3 separate regions of the Sus scrofa genome follow, and all the other regions are linked to region 2. A link is a contact called in public Hi-C data. All regions are on one chromosome and are shown on one strand. Each heading gives the region's core, a stretch centred on a gene start, on an enhancer-like site or on the middle of the called end of the contact. The rest is flanking DNA. Distances are from core to core; before and after follow the strand shown.

Region 1 (3,174 bases), core at 566-3,065, 230 kb before region 2:
TTTTTTCTTCTTTTGTTGGAGTTAGATGAATTGCGGGCTTTTTTTTTTTTTTTTAAGAGGCATTGTACTCCTTTATAAAAAAGGCTTAAAATCTAAGATTCCCCCTTTCCTCTTAAAAGAGGAAATTATTAAATTGCTGTTTTGCAGTTCATTAGAAAGAAAACACAGAGATTGAACACATGTTTTCTACACTCTTCCTCCCTGCCCCCTGCCCAGCCCCCACCATAGATTTGCCTAGGTCCTGCAGCTCTGGAAAACGTCCTTTGTAAAAGATCCTTGGTGTAGCCACAGCTCTGTTGACATTTCTAAAGCCAAGCGCAGCCTTCTTTCCCAACACAGTGAATACACAAATGCAGCTTTTCATAGACGTGAAAGCTGAGCCCCACCGTGGAACACCAAGGCCACGTTGCGATTTGACATGGGTGTCTGAGGTTCTCCACTGCTTCCTCACCATTGCAGAAAGGGCCCGGCCTTCCTCCCAGGCACAGATGGCACTCTGGGTTAGGATGGCTCTGATGAGGGCCAGAAAAATGCTAGTGCCACAGGTAATCCAGGTGAGGACCGGCAAACCCAGCCTGGTCCCATACTTGTCCTCTCCAGGGGGACAGTCAGGGCCAGCAGAAACAACCCAGAGATGCCAAGGGGCTCCAGGGAACATGAGACTTATCTCTGATGAGCAGGATGGGGCAGACCAACAGTGTGACAGAAAGAGCTCACTCTGTTAGAGCCTCAAATGGGCCTAGATCCAGGTGAGCTTTTTCTGCCTGGCATTAAGCAGGGAGTTCAAGGTAAAGCACCAGGGGGCTTGGGGCCCCGGATTAAAAACAGGAAAGGGGCAGAAAAGACTTATTATTTCTGTGTATTGATATCCACCCTCAAGGCTCTCTTACAAGGGCAAGCAGCAAGTCCATTCATCATCTTAATGGCCCGGCTAAGATGACTATAAACATCTAAAGGTTGCAGTTTTACTCGAGGCTACTATTAACTTGACGAGAGACACCGGAGAAAGCAGAACACAATGAAAATCAGTTCCTGCCATGAGTGAGGGCGGTGGCAGAGAGCAGGAAGGCTGTTTGCCATCTGTTCACACGCTGAAGGATGAGGGGTGCGCCCTTCCTTCCACAAATCCTTCCGAGGCGCAATGTTGGACTTCCCAGCTCCACTTAATTGATTTCATTTTAACCAGGTGTACGCATGAGGCTCCTGGGTGAAATCTTCTGTCTGAGAACAGGCCCGGGCACTTGCACAAATATAGAGGTATGCAGACTGGAAGGGTCTAAACCTTTCCTGCTCTACCTGGGTAAGAAGCTGGATCAGCCTTATCGCAGGGCACCATCTTGAGTGGTTGGCCTTGAACATGAGAAGGAGGTTCCCCTTTCTGGGGTAAAGGCAGATTTAAGCTGGAAGAATCGCTTTACAAGGGAAACCAACTTATGAACCCTCTAGGACTCCTGTCATAAAGAATAAGCCACTGAAAGCTGCAGAAGCTGCCCTGCTGCTTTTCCACCCCCGAAAACTGAGTTTAATTCAGAACTGAAAGCACTCACTCCTCAGAAAGAGCAAAACTGGCTTCCTTCCAGCAAGTTCCTATGTTGTGAAACCTCCCACATTAGACCTTGTCATGGAAGAAATAAAAGGACATGCACCCATCCTTCTATCACAATGTCCCTCCAGGAGACTAGGGGGTGATACAGCAATTCATCCAGTGACTTATGGCCACTGGGCAGTAACTTCCTTCTTATGAATAGGAAGTGCTCTGAACGTGATCCAACGCATCCCGTGGAGGCTCTGCGTTCTCCCCACTGGACTCATGACCACGTGTCCTCCTCCCCTCCCTTGCCCACCCACCCTGCCCCAAGATGGAATCCCACTTCTGATGTCCCTGTACTGTTTGGTTCTTCTTGGCTCTTGCCCCAGGATGTCCCAGCCTCTGTCCTTGTGTCTTTTTGCTCCATCTGTACCTTCAGTCTGGCCCATCACTGCCTGTGATAAAAACCCAATTCCGCTGCCAAGCTTCACAGGGCTTCACATGCCAGTGGACCTCTGGGTGGGTCCTCTCCTGGCCCTGTCTTACAACCCACTGTTTTTAAACCACATCATTCTCTTAGTTCTCTGAATTCTGATTTTTTTTTATTGCATGGATCACATATTTGAACCATGATATATCTTGGATTTGAAAAAGTCAACATTCCCAAACCAAAAATTCCAATATTTCAGCAAATGGTATGTAAATGAAAAAAAAAAATCAGCAAGTATTATTAAAAGCAAGCAGAGCCACCAAAGCTAACAAAAACATTTAGCTGAGCTGACATTTACTGAGCTTTCTGTTATTTTCATATAATTTTATTTTTTAAATAAAGGCAGTTTATTAATTATAAAAATAGGCTCGGCTCAACACTATATTTTTTTTTTTTGGCAAGTATGGAGCCACACACACACAGCCCTTTGTGAAGACCATAGGTCTTGATTTTCCATTTAAAAGAGTCAACACCCTCTGACTCACAACCTCTGTTTTATAGTCTCATTTTTCTCCTCTTTCCCCTCAGCATTTAGTCTTGGTCTGAGGTGGGTGATCAATATATACCTTCCAAGTAAATGAATGAACTATAAAGCATGTGCTTAGTGTGGTGGGGAGATAGGCATTACCATGGCAGGTATGCATCACATACAAGTAGTGGTGTTGGCCTCATTTAATCCTCAGCCCATCTCATTTTATAAGAAACTGAGGCACAGACAAACATAACCCTTGGCCCAAGGCCATGGTGGTTGCAAGAAACAGAGCTGGAGGTTCACCTCTGTGTCTGACGGTAGCCAGAGACTCTCTTCCCCTCTGCTCCACTTTGGCGGCTCATTAGGTACTTCCAAGAAATTCTAAATTCCTCCAGCTTAAGCTGCTTCTTGCAATCACTGCAGAGTACAAATACTCCAGCATGCAAATAATTTTCCAACGTTATTAGTTTTAATAATTCATAAAACACCCAATTTTCATTGCAGCACTATTTATACTACCAAGACATGGAAAAAACCTAAGTGTCAGAGGATTGGATAAAGAAAATGTGGTACTTATACCCCATGGAATATTACTAAGCCATAAAAAGAATGAAATAATGCCATTTACAGCTACATGGTTGGACAGACAGACTAAGCGAAGTCAGACAGAAAGACAGATATCCT
Region 2 (2,942 bases), core at 416-2,915:
CCTCCAAGCCTACAACCCCTAGGGATGCACACAGTGGTGACCACACAATAAAACCAGCCCAGGACTAGTTTTCACCTGGACCCGCACTGGGGAACTCTCCACACCCTAATGCTTTGAGGAGGGGGGTGAGCCTCATATGGCTGTTTCATTCACTCTTGTCCAGGAGAAAAGTCCAAGGAGTGATCAACCTCCCCTGGGGCATCTCCTCTGGGCCTGGACACTCAAGCTCTGTTTCCCTTAGCAGACGGTGCTTAATGGGAAGAGCGCCCACCCCTTGGGATTCTGAGGGGGTCACTCAGGAGGCAACTGGACTCGGTGACCGCTACTGAGCGCTTATCTCCTGGTCAGCAGCCCCATGTGAGATGAGGACCAGGCTGCCCCAGAAATCACCCACTGGCCCCATGAGCCTAGTTACTGGGAGGTCGTGGACCATCCCACCCCCACCCCCCGCCTCCCAGACCCTCTCAGCTTCCACAGAGGGTCTGGTAAGAGAATAGGCGACAACACACTAGGCCTCCTCCGTGCACACCCAGCCCACTCCCCTAGCATTTCGCATGTCGGGGATACTCTATCTACTTCCTGCGCAGCCGGCAGGAGGGGCTCAAAGCCGGGAAGGGGTGGATGGGGTGTCACCAAGGGTTCCCCAAACCGAGGAGTCCTGTCTCCCCGGCCCGGGGAGTCAGGATGCTGGAGGAACCAAGTTACTCTACGACCCAGAGAGTTAAGATAAGTCTAGTTGGGAAGGCGAGGGGGCAACCCCGGCGGCTCTCAAACCCGGGCAGGAGCCCGATCGATCCCCTCCGACTCGACTCGGGCGCCCGCTCCGGCGTCCGCTGGACCGGGACCGGCGTCCTCCCTTCTCCCCGCCTTCCCTTGGCAGCCCGGCTGCGCGCAACAGAGACATTTAAATCACCCCCTCGGGACGGCGGCGTGGAGAGGCCGGAAAGGCGGTGGCGGCAGCCGAGGGTCTGAGGCCTGCCCGGGGTCGGGGTCCGGGCTGGGGCCGGAGGGCACTCACCAGCGCGTGTTGTCGTGGAAGTGTTCCAGCACCGCGTAGCCGAAGAAGGACCCGGCGGGACCCTGGAAGCGCACCGGGCGCTGCGGGTCGAGATTGTATGCGCCCGCGGGAGTCCCCGCGGCCACCAGCGCCAGGAACAGCGCGCAGAGCCGCCCGGCGCCCCTCCGCGCCGCCGGGCCGCCCATCCCCAGCCGGCCGCCGCCCTCCCCTGTGCCCCGCGAGCAGGGCGCCGAGCGTGCCGGCAGCGGGGCCTCAGGGTCCGCCGACGGCGGAGAAGCTCCCGGGGGCCGGAGCTCCGCGGGGGAACGCGGGCGCGACGCGGCGCCGGGCCGAGGGCCGTGAGCTGAGCGGGCGCTGCAAGCGAGCACAGGGGCGGCCCGGAGCGGGCGGCGTCCTCTGTCCGGCGGAGAAGTGTGAGCGCTCGGAGCGAGCCGGTCCCGGCCCGGGCGGCGCTGGACTGCAGAGAGGCGCGCCCGCGGGGTGGGCGGCCTGGGCGGCCGGCGGCGGGACGGCGCTGCAGCGCCCCCTGCGGGCCACGAGCCTCCCGCCGCCGCCCGCAGCGGAAGAGAAGTCCAGTCGCCCCACCTTCCTGGTCCCTAGACAATTCTAAACCTCCCTGCAGTCCTGCCAGGTGTCACACTCAAACCGAGAACCGGTGAAGGCGGGTGAAGTTTATACTCCAGCCCCGCCCATCCGCTGTCTCTTCACCCAGCTCTGAGATAACCCTTAGCCCGCAAGCGCTCCAGAAACGCCAGCTGATGCCAATAACGATGATAGCCACGTGGGAGCGAGCAGAGGACATCTTCACGGGATCATCACCTGGCTTCCTCGCAGCTGGTGCGTACATGTGATCCCTGCACCACCAGCAGCACCTGAGAACTTGGAAATGCCAGTCAGCAGGTCCTATTGAATCAAAACCTCCGCTTGGGTGGATGGGTCGGGGTGTGTGTAAAATTTACCATCTTAGCCATCTTTAAGTGGACAGTGTGGTGGCATTAAGTACATTTACATTGTTGTGCAGACATGACACCAATCTCTAGGAATTACCTTGCAAAACTGTAACTATATTCATGAAACATTAACTCCTCATTTATTCCCTCCCCCTAGCCCTTGGCAACAAATTGTATGAATTCAACTACTCAGAGTACCCCCACACGGGTGGAATCATACAATATTTGTCTTTTTGTGCTTGGCAATCCACTTAGCATAATGCCCTCAAGGTCCATCCTTGTTGTAGCATGCATCAGAATCTTTTCTTTTTTCCTTTCTTTCTTTCTATGTTTAATCTTTTTTAGGGCCACACCTGTGGCATATGGAGGTTCCCAGGCTAGGGGTTAAATTCGAGCTGTATCTACTGGCCTAAGCCACAGCTCAGGGCAATGTCCAGATCCTTAACCGAGTGTGCAAGGCAAGGGATCAAACCTGCGTCCTAACGAATACTAATCAGATTTGTTTCTGTTGAGCCTCAATGCGAACTCCCAGAATTTCTTTTCCTTTTAAAGACCACATAATATTCCATTGATGTACACACTATATTTTCTTTATTGATCCGTGGATTGACACTTGGTTTGTTTCCACTTTGGGGCTATTGTAAATAATACTTCTATGAATATAGGTGTATAGTTACCTGTTCCAGATAAATACCTTCAAGTTCTTCAGGGTGTACGCCCAGAAGTGGAATACCTGGATCATATGGTAGTTGTTTAACTTTTTGAGACTGCCATACTGCTTTCCACAGTCACTGCACCATTTTACATCCCCACAAAGAGCGCAGAGTTTCCATTTCTCTATATTTTCATAACACTTGTTATTTTCTGGTTTTTTTGGGGGGGCGGTTTGTTTTCTAAATAGCAAGTCAAAAAAAAAAAAAGCAGTAAAATTAAATTGGGAAAAGTTGGTTTTAGTCCAATTTCCCCAAGCTTTT
Region 3 (2,928 bases), core at 397-2,896, 130 kb before region 2:
CAAAGACTTTTATCTGAGCTCTAACGTGTGACAGTCATTTCATGAGTCTGCAGTCCTTGCTGTGTGCTGGTCTGCTGCTCTGGTCAATGTTTTAGGAACAGACTCATCAAACACGTGAGAGCGTTCTTCTTCCTTGGAGGCTAGACTTCCTACCCCTAATTGCCCCCAGAGTCTGGATTATGAACAGGAAGAGGAGATACTGCCCCAAACTGGGGGGAAAAAAGGGGGAGTTCTTGTTGTGGTTCAGCAGGTTGAGAACCCAACTAGTATCCATGAGGATGTGGGTTGGATTCCTGGCTTTGCTCAATGGGTAAAGGATTCAGCATTGCCGTGAGCTGCGTGTAGGTCACAGATGAGGCTTGGATCTTGCAGTGCTGTGACTGTGGCTGTGGTGTAGGCTGGCAGCTCTGATTCAACCCCTAGCCTGGGAACTTCCATATGCTGAGGGTGCGGCCCTAAATAGGAAAAAAAAAAAGAAAGTGGAAATAAAAGAACCAGAACAGGAGTTACATGGACCACCCCCTCCTGGGACAGTGTCTTTCGAAGTGCTTCGAAACCCAGATTTCCAGGCGTTTCCCACCCCCCACCCCCAGTCCCCAACCCCTACAATCTACCCAGGTGGAACTTCTGGAGCTGGGGTCCTGATCTACCTCCAACGGTCATGCCAGCCCAGCACCCAGATTCAAGAATGTGGCTCAGATTCCAGAGCCCGCGCGAATCCAGCTCTGAGTAGCTTTCACTTTGTTCTGACTCTGCACCAGACAGCACCAGTGAAGGCCCAGCATCAACCAAGGGCATTAGCAGGGGTCCCCAATGCTTTCAGGAGACTGTGTCACTTTCCAGGCCTTGCCCCCCTTGGCTCTAGAAACTGCCCAACTTGGCTCTAGAAGCTGCTGTCTAAATGGTGCACGGTTGGCGCACAAGAGCTTCAAAGCAAGAGCAGAGGCAGACCTTGGCCTGTCCTAGGGTATTCACCACTCAACGAGGGCAGTGACACACACCTCTCTTTCCTCCAGGTCCTCATGGATCCGGACTTGGCCAGGTGCACGGTCCTCTGCAGGCTCCGGGACAGGCACCACCCTCCCCACACCTAGGACTCCAGCTTGAAGGCTCTCTATCCTGCCCTCCTCCACATCTAAGACTGCAGCTGCTCCTACTGTCTTCACCCCTAAAAGGTTCAGCCCCCTTCTCCACTGCTCTCCTCCCAGCTCAGCTGTCTGTTTCCACTCTGCCCATCCCCCTCAGTGTGCTCTTTACACAGGGCCAGAGTGACCTTCTGGAAACATCCATCCTATCGTGTCACCGCCCTGCCTCCCAGAGCACGTTCATCAAATCCAACCTCTCAGCACGGCTTACGCAGCCCAACACAATTTGGACTTTGTCCACCTCCCTGGGCTTTTCTTCATATTTTGTTCAATCCTCCTAACAGCCCTTTGAAGTAGGAACTAACCTCCATGTACAGATGAGACTTGGGAGGTTCGGAGAAGTGAAATCACTTGCCCCAACTCTACAGCCAATGATGCTGGAGCTGGAATTGACACCTGTGTCTCACGGACTCCAAAGTCCAGGCTCTTTCTACGGAACCTCCTGGTGCAGTTTGCCAGATTCAAAACCAGAACTGTGGCGGTAGCCTCTTGCTCCTCATTCAGGTATTTCCAAAAATCAGACCTAGGCTGACTGGGGGAGAGCAGAACAGCTGCACAGAATGGCTGCAAGGGATCACCAGAAAAACTGGAAGAAAAAAAAAAGAGAAAAGAAAGAAAAAAGGGGAGGGAAGGGAAGAAGGCAAGGAAAGCTGAGGAAGAGGAAACAGACCTTATGACCAACACCTGAAACAGAATCACACATTGTAGCTGCAAAGTTCTGTCTGCTTTTGGCCAGAGCTCTATTCAGTTTCCAATGCCAGAGGGCTGGGCCTGCACCGATTTCCCGCCTCTCCCTAGAAGTTCCAGGCCTTGCTTACATCACCTCTCTGGGGACCTAGAGACAAAGTGAATCAGCCGGTCACATGGCAAGGGCTCAGCAAAGACACTTTCCAGCTGAGATGTCCGGCTCAGTCAGAGTTTCCTTCCCTCCAAGAGCAAAAGGGAAAGCCCTTCCTTCCAACCATTCTGACTTTTTCCACCCACTTTTTTTTTTTTTTTTAATGTGGTGGAACATAAATTCACATAACTTAATTTTCAGGGTTCTCTGCCCTTTTACAAATATTGCAAAAATACTGACACAAGGCTTCTCAGCAAACTCTGACCTTATATTTCTGAGTTCAAACCCAAATGAAAGAGAAAAAAGAAGCATTTTCTATAAATATTTCTCCCTGACTTTTTAATACTGATCACTGGTGAAACGTTTCTCTCTTATCTCTCTAACATCTGGAATCAGATAGCATAACCACATGTTTACCAATACTGCCAATTTTTATGACCTAGATTTTTCCAAGTGTATTAATAGTTTTTAGCACTTTGATCATAATCACATATTAAACTGATAATTATGTAAAAGCTCTTCAGGAAGAATTTTTTGGAAATGCTTGATAAGAAATTGTTTATAACTGCAGATCCATAGGGAGCTGGGGGGTGGGGGGGTTGTGAAGGGAGGGGCTGAATTTGACTCAATTCAGCAAAGACAGCCTGAGGGCCCAGCACAGATGCCCCTGGATTGGTAGCTTTAAATGGTACAAAGAGGAGGGGAGAGGTTCAGGGCTTCCAACAGCTGAGGGTCTGATAGGAGGGTTAGATATGATATAAATGGCTAGAATACCTGGCAGTGTATGCTGAGGTCCACGCACAAGGTTGACATACACTGGACCACGGCAGAGACTGTCATGTGCCTTGCCTGCAACGTGCCTAGCTACAGGCAACATCTCCCAGTCTCCCATGGAGGAAGAGGTAGTCATGGGATGCAAGCATAAATTATCATGCAAACCTTCTG

What was found. Hi-C and Micro-C count contacts between places; a contact is called where the count stands out from the background.
Region 1: a Hi-C map of retroperitoneal adipose tissue shows a contact between it and region 2, with 2.0 times the contacts expected there. The contact joins the enhancer-like site here to the promoter of ITGA9 in region 2. A contact is called at or near these places in 3 of 5 promoter capture datasets (fetal skeletal muscle and liver), 12 of 47 Hi-C or Micro-C datasets (embryonic fibroblasts, fetal skeletal muscle, heart right ventricle and 6 more) and 1 of 2 datasets of contacts at active chromatin or transcription factors (skeletal muscle).
Region 3: a contact with region 2 is called in a Hi-C map of retroperitoneal adipose tissue, with 2.5 times the contacts expected there. The contact joins the enhancer-like site here to the promoter of ITGA9 in region 2. A contact is called at or near these places in 1 of 5 promoter capture datasets (fetal liver), 8 of 47 Hi-C or Micro-C datasets (fetal heart ventricle, liver, mesenteric adipose tissue and 5 more) and 1 of 2 datasets of contacts at active chromatin or transcription factors (skeletal muscle).

What each region holds. Positions count from the first base shown.
Region 1 is chr13:22,530,567-22,533,740 of Sscrofa11.1, reverse strand. The region is part of intron 18 of ITGA9 (integrin alpha-9); the gene reads right to left. Among named protein-coding and RNA genes, the nearest start is that of CTDSPL, 180 kb to the left of the region's middle. Within about 2 kb of position 1,815, at least 2 of the 83 cell types and tissues checked have an H3K27ac peak or open chromatin away from gene starts, as enhancers often do. A contact at or near this core is called in retroperitoneal adipose tissue, where this site is marked.
Region 2 is chr13:22,297,220-22,300,161 of Sscrofa11.1, reverse strand. ITGA9 (integrin alpha-9) reads right to left here and starts at 1,665. Exons shown (of 28, transcript XM_021071658.1): 1 at 1,019-1,665. The coding sequence starts at 1,203.
Region 3 is chr13:22,432,124-22,435,051 of Sscrofa11.1, reverse strand. All of the region lies in intron 15 of ITGA9 (integrin alpha-9), which reads right to left. Among named protein-coding and RNA genes, the nearest start is that of ITGA9, 140 kb to the right of the region's middle. Within about 2 kb of position 1,646, at least 25 of the 83 cell types and tissues checked have an H3K27ac peak or open chromatin away from gene starts, as enhancers often do. A contact at or near this core is called in fetal liver, liver, mesenteric adipose tissue and 3 more, where this site is marked.